Regions from separate parts of the Rattus norvegicus genome. Here region 1 is linked to region 2. A link is a contact called in public Hi-C data. All regions are on one chromosome and are shown on one strand. Each heading gives the region's core, a stretch centred on a gene start, on an enhancer-like site or on the middle of the called end of the contact. The rest is flanking DNA. Distances are from core to core; before and after follow the strand shown.

Region 1 (3,138 bases), core at 639-3,138, 86 kb before region 2:
CAAAGCAGTGTTTGGTCCTAAACAGATGAGATTTTCATGAAAAACAGCGCCCTCTTTCTGGCATTGAAAGGCTACAGGAGAGGAGATGCGCAAACCCTGAAGGGACAGGCCCGAGGGTGGCCTCGTGACTAAGGACAGACACGTGGGAGGCCAAGGCCCTCGATGCAGGCACAGAGAAGTCACATGGAAGACAGCGGAACTGAGTCCATCTCCCGGGAACTGGGCGATGAAGGTGACAGAGGGAAATGCACCCCACAGAACGCGTCCCACTTTGAAGAGAGGGAAAAGGAGACCACATCACAGAAACGAAGAAGGTAAACAGCAAAAGAACCTTGGGGTTGAGGATGCAGCTCCACGGTGGGGCGAGGACTCAGCGGGTGTGAGGTCCTGGGCCTTATCCCTGGGGACAGCAAGGAAAAACCTCCTGGTCATTCTTCAGACACATCAGAGAGGAAAGCTGAGGGGTTACACCAGATAAACCAGAAACCGCAACAAAAGATGACAACTGGAAGGGGGACACTGTGATAATCCTGGGGGGATAGAAAGATAGTGTGGGGTAGAGAAGTAGCGCAGGGGCTTAGAACACAAGCCCAGCACCCACATCACATGGCTCCCAGTTGCCTAGAACATCAAGGGGGACTGGATCTCTCCACATGCTCCTGACGTCATGTGCACACACCCCTGACCCAGACACAAGCACACACATAATTAAAAATAAGGCAAAACATTTTAAAAAGATGTTGTGAGATGAGCTTTGGGAGGAAGAAGATAAACTATGTTTATTGGTGGGTGCTATCAGTCATTTATATATATGTTTGGTTGGTTGGTTCTTTGGTGTTTTTTTTTTTTTCAAAATAGGGTTTCTTTGTATAGCTCTGGCTACCCTGGGATTTGCTCTGTAGACCAGGCTGGCCTCATGCCCTCAGAGATCCACCTGCCTCTGCCTCCTGAGTGCTGTGATTAAAAGTGTGGACACCACGCCCAGCTCATAGTCAAAATTTCAAGAAACAACAAAAATCATCAATTCATTAGAGTGAAAAAAGTTGGGGAAGGTTTCCACATAAAGTCCAATAAAAATTATCTGGAACCTAGAAATGACTAGAAATTTCATTTACTAAACAGGGCCTCATTAGATAAAATGTTAAGGTGTTACTAAAGGAGTAAGAAGAAAACTTGCTAAGTGGAGGGTGTCATTGCCACATCGGACAGAGTGGGCTAACATGAAAATGCTAAGTATTCCTCAGCTAATCTGTAATTTCCAATACAGTCCAAATAAAAATGATAACTACATTTTAAAGATTCACTAAATAAATTCACTATAAAATCCATACAGAGAAATAAGGTCCACACACAGCTAAGGGAGACAATTACATGAGAGAAACAGATATCAACGCACTGACCCAAACCACAGCCACAGAAGAGGTGGATACAATGTGTCGCGTCTGTGTTTACCCCTAGCAAGCACCACGGAATGACAACATCAGAGTTTAGGAATGTATACCTCCCATCACCAGGGAAATAATGGGGTTGGGAGAGACAGCTGAGAAAACCAGATTCCTATCCAGACAAAAACTAACGGGCAATGCTTCTGTGGCAGAATATTTTAAAATCAGTTCTCTAAAGACCAAATGTGAGACAATTGTAAAGTTAATTGAAGAATGTGTTACACAAAGAAGAAAGAGATTATATACCTAAACAACGGCCAGGCATGAAAACTGGTGCCTGTGATCCCAGCACTTGGGAGACCAAGGCTGAATCGTAGAAAATTCAAAGCTAGCTTGAGATACAGGGCAAGTTTGAGACCAGCCTGCATTACTAAGTGAAACCCTGTTGTGGTGGTTTGAATAAAAGTGACCCCATAAGCCTAGAAGGAGTGGCGCTCTTAGTGGGTGTGGCCTTGTTGAAGGAAGTATGTCACTGGGGGGAGCCTAGAGGGAGGGGTGCTCTTAGCGGGTGTGGCCTTGTTGGAGGAAGTGCGTCACTGGGTCACTGGGGGGACGGGCACTGAGGTCTCAGAGGCTCCAGCCAGGCCCAGTGTGTCAGTCCCTCCCTGCTGCCTGTTGATCCAGATAGAGAACTCTCAGCTCCTTCTCCAGCACCATGTCTGCCTGCACGATGTGCTTCCTATCATGACAACAATGTACGAAGCCTCTGAACTGTAAGTCAGCCCTGATTAAATGTTTTCCTTTCTAAGAGTTGCTGTGGTTGTGGTCTGTCTTCATAGCAGTGGAAACCCTAACTAAGACACCTGTCTTTAAGACTGTTCCTAAGCTTCAAAGAGAAAGAACTACAATGGATATAGCCCCGGAGTGCAGTGGCCACAACGCCCCACTGACATCTGCAGAGCATTGTATTGTCAGTGATATTTATCAAGACAGACTATCTGCTGGCCCATAAAACAAGTTCCAATATTTTTGAAGAATTTCACTTAGAGAAAGTTTAATTTCCAGCCACAGTGAGATTATGTCATAAATAAAAAGCAAGGATATATGGGGAAATCTCCAAATATTTAGAAAATCAAAACCATATCACTAAATCACCCATAGTCTCAGCTGGTGAGTTCCTAGGTGTTTTCGGGAAATGAGTCTATCCATGCACAAATCAGGTCCTAATGCTCTGAACTCAATAGTCTCGACATGAAAACAACCAAACGCGAAGCAGCAGGAGAACGGAGGTGAGCACGGGGTGCTCTGTCTACACTGGGGAGCAGTGTGGCAGCAAAGACACATTCAGTATTCCATGAAAAACCTCAAGATAACTATGCTTGGTTAAAAAAAAAATCAGACCAAAAAGCATATACCGTTGAACTCTGAAAGCATTCTAGACTATTTCTAGAATTCTAAAACTTAAAAACCAACAAATTTGGGCTGTTTATATGGTTCAGCAGGTACAAGCCTGGCACAAGCCCAAAGGCCTGAGTCCCATCCCAGGAACCCACATGGGGCTATGACAGAACCCTGACTCCCCCGGTGTCCTCCGAGCACCACATGGGTGCCAGTGGACACCTACCTCCTGACCCAAATATAACTCGTTCAATGCAAACTCCTCCATGGTGAGCGTAGCTCAGTGGTTCTCTCGGCATGGGGGTAGACAGATGGCATCACAAGGGGGCGTGAGCGAGCCATCGGCTCCAGTGTG
Region 2 (3,210 bases), core at 497-2,996:
ATCCCAATTCTGTATCTCTTCAGGCAGCCATGGCCAAGGTCCTGAGGGTAGGACAAAATCACCTGTGGGGCAGAAAGAGTTACTAAACAGGGCTGGAGAGAAGAGGGCAAACTGCTGTTGGGTTAACAGCAGCCAAATTGGGGAACTCACAATCTCCTGTAATTCAAGTTCCAGGAGCTCCCATGCCCTCTTCTAGCCTCCGGACCTATACTTTAAAAAGAAACATCAAATCCTTCCTTGGGTTTCAAATTCCCTCCTCAATAATTCCTCCATATTTATTCTGCCAACCTGTAACTACAAGTATCCCCACTTCTTATCACGGTTTCTGCATTTTCCCTTAGAATACCATGCTTTTATTTAGTTCCAGCTAAGTGATCAGCTGCTGTTACAGTGCAGTTTCCTAACAATTACACCCTACCTGTGACCAGAAGCCATTCCATGACACGGTCCACAGCCACGAGACGGAGCTCTCCACACACCTTCCTGTGTGCTGGCCAGTCTGACCTCTGACACTCTGCATCACAGTAATAGACGTTTCTGCACCTGAGAGAATGAACCAAAGAAGCACGTGCCTGTGTCACAAAGGTGTCTTTGTCCAGGAAGGGGCTGGAGCCTGCACCTACAGAGAGGCCAGAGGGAGGCGAGGAAGTCTGGAGAAGAATGAAGAAGCCATGTGGTGGATGAAGCAAATGGATTAGGAATACAATTGTTCTTAGACAGGGTTCTGTGCCAGTTTCCACCCATCTAAAACAACTTAGTTTTTTTTTAAAATCTCTTTCATAAAGAAAGAAGAACCAAAATACCCTAGACATTTGGGGATGCTTTCCCTTACCAGGTATGCCTCAACTTTAGCCTTTCAGAAGAAATGTCATCTTAACCTCTGTGTACTCAAGACAGAAGTAGGAAGACTGTTATTTCATCTCCCACGATACCAAAAATAAACAGGATTAAAACTGGGGCCACACAAAATGAGCAACTATTCTCAAAACACAACAAAAACCACCAAAACCAAAACTTGCAGGGCTGTCCCTCTTGGAATGAGGACCTAGTATACATAGGGCCGTTTCTACATGTCCCCCACTAGTCCCCACACATCACCTCTTACAGTGCCGCAGAACCTTGCAACTGGAAAGGCCATGGGGGAGTGCTTTACAGTAAGCGCAGAATCGGAATGTGTCCTCCATTCTCTGGAACATTTCTTGTTGACATCGAAACCCAAAGCTTGGCACTGGGGTTCCCCCATCTATCACCAACCTGTAGGGATAGTATGGAAGAAGCTGGACAGGGCGAGTAGCTCCCAAGCCTCTCGCGTGCCTCATCTGCCTTGTGTAAATTTTTATGGTAATCTCAAATGTATCCTACTCCCATTTTTTTAAGCACATTGTTTCTTCTACAGCGACCTGACTGACAAAGGTCAGGATGAGAAATTCCTGACTCATACTTGACCAACCTTCTGATGTGACTAGTACCAAGACACTGCCTTCCCACAGAACTGGTCACTCACTTGTACTCTTCATAGCTCTTCATGTTCAGCCTTTGCAGGATCCGCTGGGGCAGGCCTGGTACATCGCTGTCCAAGGCAATGAAGCCGAGGGCGTCAATGCTGGGGCCAGGCTCTGGGAGGGCTGGACGTACTGCAGATACGTCTGTGGGTGGGATGTCAGGCATGGGAGTCACTGGTGGCGGTTTCTTGTGCTTTCGCCGCCGTGAACGAGGAGCCATGACCAGATGCTTGGGGATCAGATGCTAAACAGGAATGGAATTTAACAAAATGAAATGCAAATCTTTGGATGCTTGGCATTTTACTTCCCATTCAAGTCTCTGAGGCCCAACTATCAGAAGATGTATTCACTACTTATAGATTACTTACTTATAACTTATTGATTATAAGTGTAAGAACTGTATGATGAGAACAGTGCGGAGACTTGTGTATGTCTGACCTTTTAGGAGGCAGGAGGCGACAGCTCGTGTAGCCCAGGATGGTCCCTAATCACTGTGCTGGCAAAGATGACTTTGAATTCCTGACCCTCTGGCTCCATTTCTCAAGTATTAGGACCACATCCATGAACGCTAGGCAAGCATCTACATCCCTAGTCTCTTTTTCAGAAAAAGAACGTATTAATATACTAATGGCAGAGAATTTTTTGTAGTTTGTTGAGACATAGCTGTGTGCTACCATATCTGTCTCAGCATACAGGTTGTTAAATTTTAAAAAGGAAGAAAAAGGAACACAAGTCTGGGCTATCCAAAATTACCAGCGGCTGGGAAACCGGCTAATGTAACCAGGTTGTGAATGAAAACATTAACTTCCGGCCAGTGTGTTCTGCTGGCTCGCCGCTGCCCCTGTAAACGGTGCCATGACCTAGTCACCTTCATAAGCATCCTCTAGGACCGCACTGGCTATGATGCACTCTCCTGTGACCTAGGCCTAGGATGGTCAGCAGGGCACGAGGTAACGAAGGTGGAAAAGCCTCTGCTGACAGCCCCAAGAGGAATTTAAAACATAATAATCACTGGGGCTGATAATCAGAACCACTTTTATCAAATGTCTTTGAGTATGTCAAAGATTACGTGAAGTCACTCAAAGGTAAATGAGGAACAGAGACCAGAAATTGCAAAATCTTTCTGTCAGGGATGCAGAGTAAATGAAGCACATCTCGGCTAAGTTAAATAACTACCAGGTTTTCACAGGGAACATGTGAATCAAAATGCAGGGTGTCAGTCCTAACATAAAAGATGATGAGGCTCTAGGCAGGATGTTAATGACGGCCTAGAAATGGAAAGTATTAACCAACTGGGATCTATTACATACATACGATGACACCTGGCTGGTGCCTGTCAACAAACAATACCAGGGCAGAAGATAATGGAACTAGTATCATAGTGAGCATGAATGCAGACACATGCACATTGCACTGTGTGTATGGAATTCACAGGACAACTTCTGGGTTGTTGAATGCCGTCCACTTTGTTTCAGACAGGCTCTTTCTTGTGATTTGTATCTCACTGCAATCCAGGCTAGGTGGTGTACACCTTTTTAGACGATATTCCCCTTTCTACCTCTATCTTGGCCTAAGAGCAGTGAGACTACAGATGTGTACTATAGAATTGGTTTCCATGAAAATCCAGGTCATCGGGGCTTGGCAGACAAGCAATTTTACCTACAGAGCCACCTCAGGTTTCTTTAGAAGATTTATTTTTTGTTTGTGT

What was found. A called contact is a pair of places that touch in the nucleus more often than the background predicts.
Region 1: a contact with region 2 is called in a Hi-C map of the A7r5 cell line, with 2.4 times the contacts expected there. The contact joins the enhancer-like site here to the promoter of LOC102554047 in region 2. A contact is called at or near these places in 3 of 12 Hi-C or Micro-C datasets (the A7r5 cell line, kidney and liver).

The regions. Positions count from the first base shown.
Region 1 is chr15:3,949,766-3,952,903 of GRCr8, reverse strand. Cfap70 (cilia and flagella associated protein 70) reads right to left here. Exons shown (of 29, transcript NM_001108370.2): 21 at 332-400; 22 at 1-17. Among named protein-coding and RNA genes, the nearest start is that of Mrps16, 16 kb to the left of the region's middle. Within about 2 kb of position 1,888, at least 2 of the 93 cell types and tissues checked have an H3K27ac peak or open chromatin away from gene starts, as enhancers often do. A contact at or near this core is called in the A7r5 cell line, where this site is marked.
Region 2 is chr15:3,863,144-3,866,353 of GRCr8, reverse strand. It overlaps LOC102554047 (60S ribosomal protein L15-like), which reads left to right and starts at 1,746. Exons shown (of 1, transcript XM_039093719.2): 1 at 1,746-3,210. It overlaps Mss51 (MSS51 mitochondrial translational activator), which reads right to left. Exons shown (of 7, transcript NM_001106025.1): 2 at 1,505-1,746; 3 at 1,099-1,254; 4 at 419-543; 5 at 1-62. The coding sequence starts at 1,722.